Linked DNA regions of Siniperca chuatsi: region 1 is linked to region 2. Evidence: chromatin contacts called from public Hi-C data. All regions are on one chromosome and are shown on one strand. Each heading gives the region's core, a stretch centred on a gene start, on an enhancer-like site or on the middle of the called end of the contact. The rest is flanking DNA. Distances are from core to core; before and after follow the strand shown.

Evidence for each region. A called contact is a pair of places that touch in the nucleus more often than the background predicts.
Region 1: a contact with region 2 is called in a Hi-C map of skeletal muscle, with 7 times the contacts expected there. The contact joins two enhancer-like sites. A contact is called at or near these places in 2 of 3 Hi-C or Micro-C datasets (skeletal muscle and an unstated tissue).

What each region holds. Positions count from the first base shown.
Region 1 is chrLG12:26,760,679-26,764,914 of ASM2008510v1, forward strand. It overlaps LOC122885321 (a long non-coding RNA gene), which reads left to right. Exons shown (of 3, transcript XR_006380092.1): 3 at 3,039-3,740. Among protein-coding and RNA genes, the nearest start is that of LOC122885321, 4.4 kb to the left of the region's middle. Within about 2 kb of position 2,418, the one cell type or tissue checked has an H3K27ac peak away from gene starts, as active enhancers do.
Region 2 is chrLG12:26,725,292-26,729,654 of ASM2008510v1, forward strand. slc35a5 (probable UDP-sugar transporter protein SLC35A5) reads left to right here. Exons shown (of 10, transcript XM_044216239.1): 9 at 574-842; 10 at 1,349-2,386. The coding sequence ends at 1,417. It overlaps ccdc80 (coiled-coil domain-containing protein 80), which reads right to left. Exons shown (of 10, transcript XM_044216236.1): 10 at 3,497-4,363. The coding sequence ends at 4,124. Among protein-coding and RNA genes, the nearest start is that of slc35a5, 8.8 kb to the left of the region's middle. Within about 2 kb of position 1,905, the one cell type or tissue checked has an H3K27ac peak away from gene starts, as active enhancers do.

The sequences.
Region 1 (4,236 bases), core at 1,168-3,667, 36 kb after region 2:
AGAGATGAAGAGAAGGTTGTGTACGAGTGAATAATCATTATCAGTCGTTGCACATTTCCAGGCTGAGGGCTTGAAAATGATCTTTCATGTTAGTCTGATATCTCTCATTTCAACATTTCAGCATATTTCAGCCGTCAGAGCAGAGAAACTGGGTGTAATTCTGCCATGCTAAATACATATGGAGAAAGGTTATTGGTTACAGAGTTTGGAACCGAGCTTTGAATTTTCAACAGAAAACACACCCATATTCTAAAAGGGAGCCAAGATAAGCTTTCCCAAGTGTCCCAACTTGAAACACTTTCTGGTGTCTTTGACACTGACACAACAGTCGCATTGTGGAGCAGAGAGGCAGACAGTCTGTGTTATACTAATGTTGACATTTCACAGAGACAACAGCAGTGTTACCGGTACAGTGACAGTTCCAATGATCACAAAGTCTCTTCAACACAGACTGGACAACTTTCTTTACACAATTACACAAATGACTGTGTGAAAAATATCACATCGTTTGAGACCAGAACTGAGCAAAAAATGAGCTTTCAAGTAACATTTGAATATGATGTAAAGAGTATGTTTAAGTTCACAGTTAATGTGATATAGAGTATTATACAGTATATTACTCTAATATTGGTGTAACTTAGGTCTACTATTTAAACTACTTACTATAGTAAAGTAGTCAGCATGAGCCCTCACAGCCAATTATTAAGCACTTTTGAGTCAGTCCCATGCTTATTTTCAGGCCTCACTATGAACTAGAACCAGGAAAGTCAAAGGTCGATGTAAATAGCTGTCAATTATTTGAGATTACTAAAGCACCATGGAAAAGCGATTTGCTGTGGATCCAGTTCAGCTATCCTCTCAACGCCCTCCCTCTTGCACACTGTAGCAGCTCAAGCTTGAACGACAAGATTGTTGCGGGTGGATTTCATGGAGTGTCACCAGTGAGTGGGTTATTCCCATTCACAGTCATTTCCTGGCCTTTCATCCCTCTCTCCCAGGCATCCTTTTCTGGAGGAACGCAGACGGGAGCTGATGGTCTGTTGAGATGAGAGAGAGCTCTACACTGAGACACTCAGATAGGAGGGGGTAGTGGAAGAAAACACATGTTTAATACAGTTAAATCTCAAAGATGTGGAGCAATCAAGAGCCTTAATAGGTCAGACTTTGAGAGTTTGTGATCTGGGATCCATGCTTAGCTGTGGTGATGGATCCCAGTGGTGGACTACAAGAAGATAAAATGAATTACAGCTGCACCAAAAACATCCAAATGGTCTGTAAAGTCTTAGTTTTAGAAAGAATGCGGAAGTGAACTGGAAACATAAAAGTGAGGCTACATTCAGACAAATGAACCTAACCTGTCTTGCAAAAACAAAGTTTTGAGCATCGGAGGAAATATTTAGAAAATCAAACCACAATAAAATCAATCAGGGTCAAAAATCACGTCCAAGAATTGCAGTGTGTTGAAAACTGCAGTTTTCCACTCAGCGCTGGGTCTCTTTCCAGGGACATCTGTGTCTGACTCACTTGGTGAAGAAGTACGCCAGCCCCACAGCTGGTTTGGCAAATGAGAGCCATGAGTTCTGTTCAGTGATGGGACTGCGCGTTGTGGACTGACAGATTGAGGAGAGGCGGAGAAAGGCTCTGGCTGAGTCTGCCGCTTCATGCTCCATAAATGGCACAGATGGCCACGATCGCTCGCTGAAACTGAAGCAAGAGACATACAAAGATAGTCTCAAAATAGGTCTGAAAGCATTTAATAACTGCTAATGTTTTGCCTGATCTACTTTCTTTTGATCACGTTTTAGAATAGTGACATTACAGTAATTGCTAACATTTGGACTGTATGAATAGAGGAACTTTTTATGCTAGCAATCTGGCTCTGAGGATGACCATGTCAGTGTGTCAGTCGGTCGGTCCACCACTTTGGTCCAGACTGAAATATTGGATGGATTGCCATTAAATTTAGTACAGATACTTGTGTTTCCAAAAGGATGTATCCTAATGAGGTTTCACATTTGTGGTTTTGAGTGAAATCTCTCAACAATGGGATGAAATTTGGTTTAGACATGCATGCCCCCCTCAGGATGAATTGTAATAACTTTGGTGATCCCTTAACGTCTCCTCAATGCTGTCATCAGGTCATTTTATTGTGTGTAATACTTTGGTTTATGACCAAATACCTGCAAAAATCATGACATTCCCATCAGCATCAAGTTGTACTTGAGGCTAATTAGCAAATGTTAGCATGCTAACTGGCTAAACTAAGGTGGTGAATATGGTAAACATTATACCTGCTAAACGTAGCATTGTCATTGTGAGTGTGTAAGCCTCACAGAGCCGTTAGCATGGCTGGAGACTCTTGCTGTGCTCTGGAAATTGGAAACAATTTCTTTACTCTTTACTCCCTGAAGTATGCAGCAGCTTGTAACATTTGCTTTTCTATTTGAGCGCAGGTTTTGCAACACCCAGGTCTTTAGAGACCATGAGCTAAATATATCTGTCCAGAATCAACAGAGCCTGGACTATATGTGTAAAACCGAGCAAAACAAACCTGGACAAGGTACACACCATATTGACACATGTACTGTACGTGTTTAAAACAAACTCACAGCTAAACATAGTACAAGGCTATTTCTGCCTATTGTGAGTTGAAACAGGCCGGTGTCCAAAAAGCTCTCGGTACTTTTCCAAAAAGCCCTCCTTGTTTGGAAGCAGCTGAGGAATCTGGGTGTTCTGTTTGTATCATAAGGAGAACCTCTGACCTGAACAATTTGTTAGGGAAGTAGTATAGTATCCCTTTACCCTAGAGACATGTCTGTCTCATTGTTCCAGTGTATTCTAATGAAGTTTTTCCAATAGTGAATTCAAGGAGTTTACAAAAAACATATCAAAGTAGTTCTTATGAAACGTTTGTCTAACTGAACATTAGTTATATTATTATTATTCTGTGGAGGTTTTACTACACCAGTGATGTCATCATGAATGTCTAGGGCTAATGTAAGTAACAGGTTTCCTTCTTCCTATGTTGTCCTATGTAGAGCAGACATCCTGGAACCTGAGGAAACCCAGTCCCACGATACGAGCCTTCGCCCCCCAGCTGAGACAGAGCTGAATCAGGCGACAGGCACTTCCCTCCCAGTGTTTCCACTGACATCACCTTACATACAGGATTCAGACAGACGTGGGGGAGTGAAGTTAACTATTACAGCATCCTAGAGCTATGAAGTGCTACTGCACCTCATGACAGCTGCCATTTGTTGTCCTGGAAACAAGCAATGCGTCATGCACCAGGAGTCACAGACTTGACGTTGCAGCTATGACTGCCTAAATAATTTCCTTTCTACTAACCTGGGAGATAGGGCAATTCAGAAATAATTTATAATACCCATGACAGTCCACTCCAAATATTAACACTACATAAAATGTGTGTGTATTTTACAAGATATACATACAATAATCTATTCTGATGAGAAAATGAAACCATAATCCCCACCAACACTTCCATGGCCGTGTCTCTGTTAAAGTTTCTGAGATCATCAAAGCGATTCATATATGGGCCGCATGAAATCTTGAATTTGTGATACGCTGTGCATGAAATAAGCTCATTTTCGGAGACTGACCCTTTCACACATTCAAAACTGACTGTTCATTCAGCAGTCATCAAGGCAGGAACATTCTGCTTTTACTGCTGTCAGTTTGTTTCTTCACGTGAGGACAAACCCTGAAACCCTGTAACAAAAGAGTTTCCCCTCGGGGATCAATAAAGTATTTCTGATTCTGATTCTCTTTCCAGCAGATCTATAGAGCAAATATGGAATTGCCCAGTGTGCATACTATAAACTCTAATTGAGTTCCTCCAAAAGCATAAACAGATGAAGAAAGCAAATGGTGATTTATATGGCTTTTATCTGAAGAAAGGCTTGACTGTATTGAGAAGATATTACTGTTTATGGGAACTTGTCAGTAAGTTGGCGTACGTTGTTTTGAAGTTTAGCTAATGGTATTGTCTTGACAGTTATTTAATTCCGTTTTATTATTAATCGCACAAGACAGTCTTACAGGAATACTCTACCATTTTGGGAAATGTGGATTTTGTCTTACTAGATGAGAAGAACAATATTAATATTTAATTTCTCTGTGTTCAGTACAGCGATAGCTCTGTTACATCTTTAGCATGTGGACTTAGCCTAGCCTTAAAACACCTATATTTATGTTATTCTAAAGGAGACCTCTTGT
Region 2 (4,363 bases), core at 655-3,154:
CTTTACGCTAAGCTAAGCTAACCGTCTTCTGGCTGTACCTTCATATTTAATATGAGAAGTGGTATGAACCATGTCATCTAACTCTCGGCAAGAGAAGGAATAAGCACATTTCCCCAAAATGTCTAACTGTTACTTTAAGGTTAGGAAAAGATAATGATCATGGTTTGGCATATGGAAAGATTGTGTTCATTGTTACAAGAAAACAGCTTTGATGGCTGGTAGGAGAGAGGACGCAAACCCTGCTCTCCAGTTTTCAAGTCCGACGCTTTCCAACAACCAACAACCTCATGCTACTAAATATAAACGCAGGCTGTTTTAACAAAAAAACCAGTGCTGTAATTTTTCTGGACTGCACAGGAATTTTTTGCAGTCATAATTTGTGACCTAGTAATCTTGTAAGTAATGCAAGTACTTAAAAGAGGTCAGGAAACTTGTCATTTTAAGCTTTTGAGCAAATATCCAGTGCTGTTGTTTATATGGTAAAGACAGTGAATGGATGAATGTGTATGAATAATATATGAAATTTAAAGTGCGCATTTGAAAAACTCACACTCTTCTCTGTCTTCTCCCCAGCTGCCCTGGGTTTATCTGTGGCCTTCATCTTGAAATTCAGAGACAACATGTTCCATGTGCTGACAGGCCAGATCACCACTGTTCTAGTTACTGCCCTCTCCCTCTTCCTCTTCGACTTCCGCCCTTCGCTGGACTTCTTCCTCCAGGCTCCCATGGTCCTGCTGGCCATCTTTATCTACAACGCCAGCCGGCCCAAGGACCTGGAATACAGCCTGCAGCAGGAAAAACTGCGGGTCATCAACGGAGAGGTGTTCGAGAGGTCCAGAGGGGTAGGGAGCAAACCACAAAAACCACAAACCTTCACTAGTCACGCACACAAGCCCACACACTCCTCCACCCAGCGTCACTCGCCTTACCTCCAGGTAAGGGGGTAAGGGTCCTCTCCTCCCACACACATACCGAGTTCTCTGTAGGAAACTTGGCTCTCATTTCTCTATAATGTGATTTCTTCAATGCAGGAGGAAACCTGATTCCCTTGTAAACAGCATTCAGACTCATGCTGGTGCCTTTCATTAGGTCAATGTGGTCTATTGGATTTTGAAAGAGGAAGCTATTAAACAGAACAGATGTCTATGGGGGCCTTATGAGGACACTGTCCTGGAGTTAGTGGGACTTTGAGGTTGTTTCCATGACCAGTGGCCAACTTAGAAAGTTGGTGTTTGGTGATGATACTTAGATGTTAATATTAGAAAGGCCTTTGTGTCTGCAGGTTTGTCCACTGGATTTCACCACTTCTGCATGTATTCTGATTTGCTCTTTGTGTTTTCTGTCGTAGGACGGCGAGGAGCTGGAGCTCCTGACAAAGCCCAACACAGACAGTGAATCTGAGGAGGAGTCTTTGTAGTACTGAGTTATGGCTCTTCTACAAGACAGAACATTTTCTTCTTCACTGCAGCTGATATTAAGCTGCACTATAGACTTGTTCTCTTTGACGCAGCATGGTCTCAGATTCTACCTGTCAAAGCATTTACTTGAATGACTGTCAGCGTTTAAACAGTGACAGACAGTGTTGATGGACTGATGAACTGTGTCGGACACTTGTGATAACTAAGGCTATTGTTTATATTTTGAAATGTGCCTGTCTGTGTATGAGTGCTGTCATCAGTGTAGTGGAAGATAAATCAATATATGTGCTGGGAAATAATTGTCACTGTTTTTGGGATCATTAAGGTTTTCTGATATGGATAGTTTCTTTCCTCTGATTCCTGTTGTATGTGCAGCTGTTTGACTGCTTGCAGGTGATTGATTGTTTTAATGACCAGCAGCCAAATTTCAATTCAATTGTATTTATATAGCACCATTTCATAACAGAAGTTATCTCACTGCACTGCATTGCACATTTCAGACAGTTTTATGATTGTATATGGATTTGTTCTGTTTTGAATTGTTGTTGGCATTGTGTAAAAGAAGTGTTTATTCAATCTATGGTCAATATTTAAACACTGTGGAAAACTTAAGCAACAGTCCAGTACACATCCACAACCTATTCAAACATTTCCATGTAATTGTAAATTATACGTTACCAGAAATGTACACACACAACAGGACTGTGTTTCCATTACAGTGCACAGGGCTTTCTATTTTTCTGCTCACTCAGTGTATTTTATTAAACATGAACCAGAATCAGAGCATTGACATAATAGACCAGTTAGTATGCCTGAATTTCTGAAAGCACAACAAACTGGCTCTTGGTTCTTGGCCTTGAACATTTTTTTTTTGTAACATGACTAGTATTGATGTATTGCAGCTGTGAAATACTATGAAATGTATTTCTTTTAAGATTCTTGTTTGTGCCATTAAATTTTAACATGTATGAATGTTAGTTGTTCTGAAATCAACTGCAAGTAAAGGGCTTTAATTTTGTCTAAATATAAGTGACAGTAATGGAATTTAAATTCACACGTAGCAATAGCAGTATGGCAGAGGAGGTGGAGATCTGAGGGAAGAAAGGGACCATAGATATGCTGACAAGGGTGGGGACGAAAGGTAAAGTAGTGTTGGGAAACAGGAGAGTACAGAGAAGTGAAAAAAGAAAAGAATGATTGTGGATGAAAACTGATGGCAGGAGAGGATGGACCAGGAAGAAGGAGGAAGAGAAGACAAGTAGAAGATACGATAAAGAGGAGGCAGTTGGGAAAGAAGTGATGAACCTCGTTGTATTATCATTGTGTAACTATGATTTTTGTTCCCCTGGAATGTTCCAGAGCTTCATTAAATCAACATTGTGTTAATGTTTAGTGAAATATTACAACATAAAGTAAAATATTATTACCCAAAAGCAGCTACATCATTACATACACATTTAAGCTGAATTTTGTATGTTTTATGTTTGGAAATCCCGGAGGAAAACAATTTTCAGTTCTTGGCTGCACAATATGGGTTGCTAATAACAGACCCACTAAAGGGACCATGAGGTTAAGGAAGTTGAAAGCCATCTTTATTATTTTTCATTACCACTGTAGTACAGCACACATGTTTCTTAATATATGACAGGGTTGTCTTCATTCTTACATGAGACAAAAAGGGTGTAGGGTACACACACCAAAAAAACCCCAATTGTTTTTAAACAGGTGCTGGGTCAAAAAGCAAACTGAAGGCAAGAATCAAACAAAAGACCCGCACACTGTACTAATAGCTCCCGTCAGTGTTTACTGAGCAATGCCTGACGAAGATCTCCATTAGATCGAAACGTTGCTCAGTAAACATTGACGGGAGCTATTAGTACAGTGTGCGGGTCTTTTGTTTGATTCTTGCATTCATTATTATGTGGCCAATAATGGCCAAAGTATTTCCCTTCATCATCTTATTAGGCCACTAGGAGGAGATGTAGCTTAAAAGACTCTTGCACTGCTTAAGTTTCGACTGAAACATTGCAGGTGAGCATTGATAAACTGTGCACAGCAAGCAATTCAGAGACCATTACTGGTAGTAAACAAATGTTTATTTGTCATATAGCACAATAGAGTATAAATAAGAACATTGTATAGCAACAGAAACTTTACAAAAGAGAAATAATGTGACAGCTTATTTTCATATAATAATCAATAACTGCACAAATGCAACAGATGTCCAATAAATACATATATGTCTTATTTTAGCCCATTATCTACAAAATAAAGGTCTGTGCTGATGACATGACTATGTAAATTTGACCTGGAATGCAAGTGAAGGAGAGGAATAATATAATAACGTGCAAAACACTCTTTGTTTGAAGTCAGAAATGACAAATCCATAAAACAAAAACTAAGTCCACAACAGATCCCTGAACCTCCCGGCTCATCTACACGTTTGTTGACTAACCGGCTCTGATTAAAGCCCCTTGCAAAAATTACCATTACTTGCAGCATACTATGCTATATATATCTCAAAGAACTGGATAGGTGAAAGCAACAGTTTTGAGGCTTTCACTAAGTGCTACAAAACATTCAGGGACCTCACTCCATCTGAGCCAACTGCCTGGTGGAGGATTGTAGGAAAGATTAAAAAAGGTTATGGGTGAAAGGAAGAGGGCCGATACTGCCAAGTACCAGCTGCAAGGCAGAGGGAGGAGTTAGTAACCGTAGCCCTGGTGATAGCCATCCTGGTAACCGTGTTCGTATCCATGCTGATGGTAGCCATAACCACCATACTCGTCCTCAGGGCAGCGCATACCCAGTGACTGCTGGATGGCCATTTCCTGTCTGCGGAGCTGCATAGAGTCTACCAGGTCATAGATAATAGCCATGGACCACATGGGTGAAGGGTACCAGGACTTAACGTTGCCGTCCTTCCCTACAAGCAGCATGGAGAA